Linked DNA regions of Mus musculus: region 1 is linked to region 2. Evidence: chromatin contacts called from public HiChIP or PLAC-seq data. All regions are on one chromosome and are shown on one strand. The core of a region is the stretch at or near the end of the contact, and the rest is flanking DNA. Distances in the headings are between cores, read along the strand shown. Region 1 holds the start of Tnfsf8 (tumor necrosis factor (ligand) superfamily, member 8). Region 2 holds the start of Alad (aminolevulinate, delta-, dehydratase).

Evidence for each region. HiChIP or PLAC-seq counts read pairs in DNA pulled down with a chosen protein or histone mark.
Region 1: a contact with region 2 is called in an H3K27ac HiChIP or PLAC-seq map of microglia, with 8 times the contacts expected there. The contact joins the promoter of Tnfsf8 here to the promoter of Alad in region 2. A contact is called at or near these places in 1 of 39 promoter capture datasets (pre-B cells) and 1 of 115 datasets of contacts at active chromatin or transcription factors (microglia).

What each region holds. Positions count from the first base shown.
Region 1 is chr4:63,859,467-63,863,687 of GRCm38.p6, reverse strand. It overlaps Tnfsf8 (tumor necrosis factor (ligand) superfamily, member 8), which reads left to right and starts at 2,404. Exons shown (of 4, transcript NM_009403.3): 1 at 2,404-2,838. The coding sequence starts at 2,629.
Region 2 is chr4:62,518,317-62,522,446 of GRCm38.p6, reverse strand. It overlaps Alad (aminolevulinate, delta-, dehydratase), which reads left to right and starts at 2,384. Exons shown (of 12, transcript NM_008525.4): 1 at 2,384-2,587.

The sequences.
Region 1 (4,221 bases), core at 1,155-3,654, 1.3 Mb before region 2:
TAAATAATCACAAGACTCCATATTTCATGTATCATGTACTGACTCTGGGTCTTATAAAGTGAGCAATCAGCTAGGCTCAGCCTTTCTACCTGACCTTCCTCTGCTCCGGCCAAGTTCTGCTTTTTTTTTTTTTTTTTTTAACATTTCCTGTGCAGTTTTACCTCCAAGAAGGATTTGAAAATAACTCAGCAAGGAACCTGTAGGATCCTGCCACATGCACCTTGTGTGGCTTAGGTAGAAATTGAAAAGAGCCTGTTATCACAGGGAGTTGACTGCTAGGTTGCCTGGACCAGATCTTGCAACACATGAAAAGCATAGAGGAGGTGAAGACAACAGGAGTAGGGAATAGGGTGCCTCTGAAATTTCACTAGCAGAGGATGCAACCACAAAAGAAGTGAAGTTGGGCCCACAAACTGTTAGTGACTGATCTGAAAATCTCAACTGTTCAGAAGGTTCTAAGAACAAAGGGTGATTTTCCCCCTTGTCAGCCCTCCCTCCTAGGACAATGTACAATATGCAAAACTGTAAGTATAAGACAAACATTTTTTTCCACTGCCTCCTCAGCCCCATGGGCCTTCAGGAAGACCTGAACTTTAAACGAAGCCTTTTTATTTTTCAACACCCACAGCTTCCATTCAGCAATCAGAAGTTTTCCACTTCGATCAAAGGGGCTAAACAGAGAGGGCCAAGGGAGCAGCCGGTTCTCAGCAGCTCTGGGCAGATTGCCACCCACTCCCTGTCCGTACCTACCAAAGGACAAGGCTTTCTCCCCAAATCAAACAAGTGTACCCCCCCAAAACACTAACTTGCCTTGCCCTATCTAAACCAGCAGGACAAGTGGCTAAGGACAAATCTGTCTTCCAAACCCCAGGCTCAGTTTCCTTGACAACCAGATGGAGACACTGCCCTCGAAGAAGATACTCACCAGTTCATTCCTCACTACCTATCCCTCCTCTGTGGTTTTTCATTTTATAAACTCACCAAAAAGGGCCTCTAGACCATCTCCTAAGTCTAAGCTGCCTTGCAGAATGCTCAAAGAGAGATCTACACAGATCCAGAAAGCTAAATAATCTGAGCTGGGCTTTGGATCCGGCATTTCTTTGGGGCTTCTGACATGTCCTGTGACCTGCAGAGGTAGTGTATAGTCAAAAGAGAAGGTGCTGTCTACCTCAAGGGAAATAGCAAGTGAGGTTTCAGAAGGCCACATCTGGAGGCAGCTCTGAAGCTTTTAGAGAATATTCTGAAAGAAAGGTCATTCATAGCAACAGATACGATCCAGCTCTGTGTCCCAGAAATCTATTTATTATATGAAATTCCAGACATGGCCCAGAGGGCAACTTGGGCTGTTTAACAGGAATTGTTCAACAACAGCTGCCAAGTCCATTCCCATTCAGGAAGCCCTCTTACATCATCCTGTTTGATCTTCCCCATGACTGCAAAGCAGACTGGGGTGAAAGCAGGGGCTGCGTTGACTTATTCAAGGAGCAATGCTGAGAAGAGGAAAGGCTAAGATGCAACCTGAGGTTTTCAGCCTGTAAGGAAAGGGTCCGGCAGGCTTTTGGAGCCAGGCTGGTTTGCATATACCACCAAGTTTTACCATTAGATTAACACTGGTAGATTTGATTAAGAATGCTTTTATGCTGGGTCTCAGTTCTCTATGCTGTGAAGAAGAAATACTACTTGCCTCTGAGGCTGGTGACGAGTGTGAAGTCAGCCTCTAAGCCAAGTTCCCAAGACTGTACCTGAGCCAGAATGTTCAATTCTAGTAACCTCTGTCCACAAACTCATCACAAACACCTGGAACACTATTTGCACCCCCATACAACCCACAGACACTTCACACACTCGTTCCACAGCACTGAGCCTCCCCTTCCTGACCCCCTCACTAATTTCTTCCCCTAGTATGAACTTTAGGGCAAGCCAGTTTCATCGGCAAATTTAACAGCCCTGGAGAGCACCCTGCAAGAGATAGAGGAGCTTTGGTTCAACAGCAAATTATTTCCAAATTCCTCTTCTCTCACCATGTCTTTGAAACTATCCTCAAATATCCTACTGCCACAACCTTGTCTCCAGGTAGGTAAATGCCCAAACAGTGGGCTCTTCTTTCCCAGAAATGGGTATGTTTCCAGTTTAGAGCATGCTGTAATTGTTGGACAACCCCAACAGTCATTGTGCTGCTGACAAAGGACTGCCATCTCCAGGGACCCAGCAAAGAGACTAATCTGGAAGCTTCCTGGGCCACCAGCATGGATCATGCAGTGTGCAGGGTCCCCGCGGCAAGGCGTTCTGTGGCTGAGCCTAAAGGAAACAGAAGTGGTTGGTGTACACTCACGCGGAACTGTCTCCTTCCTACCACCCGCTGACATCAACCATCGTCTATCTCGCTACAATTTCTCTGCACTCAGATTAATCCCAGGCGATGAAAAATGAACCTCTCCCCCACCCTTGCAGCCACCCTTCGCCTCACGCCCCCAGAGAAGAGTTTCTCCATCCGGCAACTGGTGAAGGCTTTTTTCCAAGTCACATGATCCAGGATGCAGGGGAAAATCCTTCTTGGAACAGAGCTGGGTACAGAACCGAATCAGATGAGGAGAGATAAGGTGTGATGTGGGACAGACTATATAAAGCATGGAGCCAGGGCTGCAACAAGCAGGCAGCTGTGGGGCTCCTTCCCCTGACCCAGCCATGCAGGTGCAGCCCGGCTCGGTAGCCAGCCCCTGGAGAAGCACGAGGCCCTGGAGAAGCACAAGTCGCAGCTACTTCTACCTCAGCACCACCGCACTGGTGTGCCTTGTTGTGGCAGTGGCGATCATTCTGGTACTGGTAGTCCAGAAAAAGGTGAGTAAACATCTTTTTTCTGCTTTTCTTTCCTCATTTATAATGTGTGTCCTCTAGAGGAACAGCTCTGGGAAGCTAATGAATAGTTTAACTAGGAGCAAAAAAAAAAAAAAAAAAAAAAAAAAATTTAAAAAGTGAAAATAAGTAAAACTATGCATATATAGAGAGAGATTATATCAGAGAAAAGGGGAAAAACTAGAAATGAACTTTCTGCACTCAGTGGGAATTTTTTAAAAGAAATAGAACTGGACATGAGCTCAAAAATTTCCAGATGTACTGGAGCCAACAGAAGAGCTGCTGACCTTGAGAAGTTAAGATTGAAGCCCAGATGGGTCACAGCCTCACAGTATGGAGGGAGGAAGCATAGGGAGCCCTGATGGCGAGTGCGCATGTGGGTATCACCTCTGTAAGGCGCTCATCCTAATTCTAAGGTTATGTCCTCAATCCGTGCTCCCAGGACTTCTGAGGCCTCTCTTTTGCCGAGAGTCTGTTGTTGCTATTGTTTGTTTGTTTGTTGTGGTTGTTTTCTTGCTTGCTTGCTTGTTTTTAGTGAGGAGCTACTTTTTAAAGACTGTGATATTTGAGAGAGAGAGAGAGAGAGAGAGAGAGAGAGAGAGAGGGAGAGAGAGAGGGAGAGGGAGAGAGAGAGAGAGAGAGAGAGAGAGAGAGAGAGAGAGAGAGAGAGAGGCCAAGTCTTCCCAGAGCTCTGCTATTTCAATGTTAAAACCCACAAAAGAAATCGAAAGCTTCCTCACAAGCCACTGGCTTTGAAGAGTTCAGGGTGTTGAAAAGTAGCAGTGTTTTTGTCACCTGTACCCTCTGAGATGCACACATAATGTGCAGGGCCACACCATCTTGGGAAATTTCGTTTGTTTGAAATGGGGGTAGGGGGAGAAAGTCAAACCGTAGCTTAGAAAAGTATCCTTGAGAGAGAACTCTTACACACTGTCTGGAAAGGACTGCGTGGTCAGCTCACATGACTCACAGGCTTGGGGTGAGATCCAGGCATGGTGATTTGGATACTGTATGAATACCACTGGTGCAACACCCTGCCCAAGTGTGAACTCACCTAATTTATAATTCTTCCAAGTTGCCTTGGACCACAGACTCTGCAGCATACTAGTTGCTGAAAGCTAGGGCCTTACAAGTATCAGCAAGTATGGATATTGAAATAAAGCTTTAAAGCTCCTTCCTCCTTGGCAGTGTAAGAAGGGAGTTATTCACACTTGGCCTGCAGAGCTGATGGGACACATCAGTTCATGGATCGTTTGCATCAGGCCAAGAAGGACTCGCAGACAAACCTCTGGGCACTTTCTCTTCTCTCCACATTCTCTACTTTCTGTCACTCTGATTTTCCATACACCAGATGTATATTGTTTTGCA
Region 2 (4,130 bases), core at 1,135-3,634:
CTGTTTGTTTGTTTGTTTTGGTTTTTTGAGACAGGGTTTCTCTCTGTAGCCCTGGCTGTCCTGGAACTCACTCTGTAGATCAGGCTGGCCTCGAATTCAGAAATTCACCTGCCTCTGCCTTCCAAATGCTGGGATTAAAGGTGTGTGCTACTACTGCCCGGCTAGCTCTCACTTATTAAGTTCTAAGTACTTTCAAGTATTCTCATCAAGCAACATTGCTATTGCCTCTACTAGCTCTTTTTTTTTTTTTTTTTTTTTTTTTTTGGTTTTTTCGAGGCAGGGTTTCTCTGTGTAGCCCTGGAACTCACTTTGTAGACCAGGCTGGCCTCGAACACAGAAATCCACCTGCCTCTGCCTCCCGAGTGCTGGAATTAAAGGCGTGCGCCACCACACCCGGCTATTAACCACAGCTCTATGTTCTCCAGTACACACAGTTCTCAAGTCATAAGTAAAATTTATAAATCAAAATTCACCAAGAACTGCAGTGGTCCTTTGGTTAATAATAGGCCTTTTCCTTCCCAGAAGAAACATTGTTTCTTAATTCCCAAGAGCACGGTGCTAGACCTACCCTTCAAGGCCCATTTGTAATCCTGTGACGTCCTTTGAACTCAATTTCAATTGTATGTACTAAGTACCAAGTAGATCTTCCTAGAATATACCTTTGCTTTCAATGAGATCAAATCCATAGTTAAACCTGTTATTCAAGGCTTGTGTAAGAAGGGCTCACCCTACCATCTAATCTCCGCCATAAGGCTGTCAAGAATGGAAGGGGCTCAGTGACATAGCGCTTGCTTAGCTAGCATGTTCAAACAAAACCGAAAACCAAATTCTTCCATGTCTTTGGTTTGTTCTGCTCAATCCCTTAACTAGACTTTAACATTCTAAGAAGAAACCTTTTCTGGGAATGGAGATTTGGATTTAAAAGTAAGGAATACAACATCTGGAAAGAATCTTTGAGGTCTTCCATAAGTTTTTTCCCTGTTGTAATATCCAAAAATAAGTTCAAGACTACCCTGTACCTTCCCCCTTCAAAAGGACTTTCCAAACTGTACTAGCAGGCCAAGTACAGAGCCAGATAAAAAGCTGGCTGACTAAACAAATATAGAAACATAGTTTTAACGGTCAAAAACAAAATTAACAATCCTCCTGCCCCGCCTCACTAAAACACACACAAGGACAGACAAAATAAGAGTCACCCTACATAAACCAACCAATGTCTAAAAAGATTATTGGCTACACCAATTAAAATAAGCCAAACTACCCTGGTGCCTATATCCAACCCTTACAAAGGTATAAAAAGTGTGTTCCTTCTTTGTTCTGGGTCTCTCCTCCTGCCTGCCAGCTGAGAGGGGAGTCCCCAACATGCTGGATAAGTAAAATCCTCATGAGTTTTTGCAATGATGGTGGTCTCTGTGCTCTTTGTGGGTGAGGGTTTTCTGACAAGCTACAACACTCTCATACCCTTCACCCAGCTTCTCTTGTTACAACTTTAAGTTCAATTTTTCTAGTGAATTATTGAAAACCAAGATGAGTTCACAGATCTTAAACATTTTTAAAATGAAGATCTGGTGGTACCTAGAACATTTACAGTATTATTACACAACTGCCCACTTTTACCTCCAAAATAATTTTATCACCTCCTCCCTAGTGAGCATTCCCCAAGGCTCCCTCCACAAAGAGGGCCCTTGCCACTCTCAAGTCTTTGTCAAAGCCCCATAAACCTCTCTAGACCCCACGCTCCAGTCTTCCCCAGACCTTTGGTCAGAATTTTTCTTTTTTTAATTGTTTTTTGGTTTGTTTGTTTTCTGTTTTGTTTGTTTTGGGTTTGGTTTGTTTGTTTGTTTGTTTGTTTGGTTGGTTGGTTTTTTGTCACCTAGTGCTAAGATTAAAAGCATGCACCACCAAATTTACTCCCTTTTATACTCCAAATTTTAATGTATCCATTGTAGATAAACCTGATCTCCTAGCATACTTGGATGGTTAGTTTTCTCGGCTTTTTTTTTTTTCCAATGTCTTTCATATCTCTCAACCCATGAGATAGGGGCTGGATAATCAATTACATAGAATAAATAAATCTAGACAGTCAGTCTGCTGCTGAACGTATTTACCCGCGGTGTTAGGCATTACCGAGGTGTTTTAATGCCGTTGACATCCAATTGTTCTTTTACCAGTGAGCAACGCAGTCAATTTTTGCTCCGGGCTGAGAATAGACCGTCAAGTGAACTCTGGGATGAGTTCGGATTGCAAGCCAGGGCACCTCCCAGAGGCTCCGAATGCCCACGTGGACCCCCTCGGGCCTTCCCACCTCAAGTGAGACCCGAGCTGGGGGGCGGGGAGACGGGCGGGCTCTCGGGCAACTCTGGATTGGCCAAGATTCCAGCCCCGCTCAGCGTGGATCTGGCCGCGCGAGCTGACCAGTGATCCGGAGACTGCCCCGAAGGGAGCGTAAGCTGCATTCCCGGAGGGGCGGGCGGTACGGGAGCCGCTTCCGGGTGAGCCGCCCCGCCCCCACGTGGGCTTGCGCTTTTAGAGCGGGAGAGCGCGGTGTCCAGAGCCCGGCTCGGAGCGGCGGCGAGCAGCGTCCTTGGTACGTGAGCAGGCGCCGGCCTCTGGGAAGTGGCGGGTTGAAGGGGGACGGGACCCCAGAACAAGGTGAGGTGCACCCCTATGGCGCTGTGTTCCCGAAGCTCTGACGCTGTAGCGGAGACGCTGTCCCTATGCACCTACTAGAGTGGGCGGGATTCTTGCCGCTACAAGGTCTTGCTGCGTCCGGGATTCGGGACTCAAAGATGGGCTCCACCCGCCCCCTTTCTCGGAGGCCTCAGGGGTAGCCTCGGTTTCTGCAGAGCGCGATCTGTCTGGCAGGCTGGAGAAGTGGGGAAAACAATAAGGGTCGCTTGTGCTAGGTCTCTCCTGCTTCTGCTCATTCAGTCATACAACGATCCATTGAGATCCGCTTAAGACCCAGACCACATGAGAAGAAAAGCAGTCATGCAGCTTGAAACAAGAATTTGTCCCCATGCCTTTTAAATCCCAAAGTCACATACTAACCACCCTGCTACCAGCCGTGGCCAGGTCTAGGTTAAACCTTTCTTCCCCTACTCTCACCTGGAATCTCTGTCGCCTCTTCCATACTGGGACTATAACGTGTGAACTCTGTCCTTCTAATGCCAAAAGTCCTGGTGAGGACTGAGGGCTGCTAGACTCCAGAAGTTTGGACCATATTTATAGCTGACCTGCTGTATGAGACCTGCCCTTCTCGAGTTCAGTTTTACAGTTGTTTGATGTAAAAGCTCTCAGCCAGAATATTTTAGCAGTCTGTGGAAAGGCAACTCCTAGCTTGAAATGTCTAGACCCGGGCAGCAGGGGGGATTAAGCGCCCACACTAGATGAGGTCTAAGGTCTCTTCTTTAACCCCTCCTAACACCGTGGCAGGTGGCAGCTAGAGTGTGCAGGAAATGCAAATGAGCCACCGGGCAGTACCTTTTCAGAACTGCCCACAGATGCCTTTCCTGGGCCTCTTTGGGCTTCAGATTTCCCAGCTCTGAACCTTCTACCTAGCTGGCCCTCCTGACTTGTCTCCTCCCTAGCCAGGGCAGAGCCTGCTCGAGCTGGCACCACTTCACTACTATTTATGCCAAGAGCACAGCCTCCGGAATTCTTTGTGGGGTACAACCTGGGAGCCCAGGCTCTGAAGCTTTCTCTCAGCTGCTCCCAGTGGCAGTCTCACTCCCAGGTTGTGGGATGCTACCTCCTAAGGGAGGTGAGACCTTTACAGTCTTTCAGAAAAGCTACCCCGCAGTGTCTCTAAGAAACTACAGTGTTCCTTTTCCTTCTTGTCTAGTACGTGCTGCTGGAGGGCGGCTAGCCTCTCTCACCTCAGGCAGTGGCTGGAATGTATGTCCTTCCCTAGGTGTGGCGAAGGGTCAGACACAGTACAGCCTACTCATCCCAGCTCAGCACTAGCCATACATTTAGCGTTACTTGCCGCTGCTACCGTGGTGTTAGACATACCTCATCAGTAATCTGATCTTCACGCAGGCTTGATAATATCAGCACATTTTAAATCTTGAAAGAAAAAAAAAAAGTGGGGGAGGATCTGAAAGGCCTTGCCCGTCGTTATAGAATCG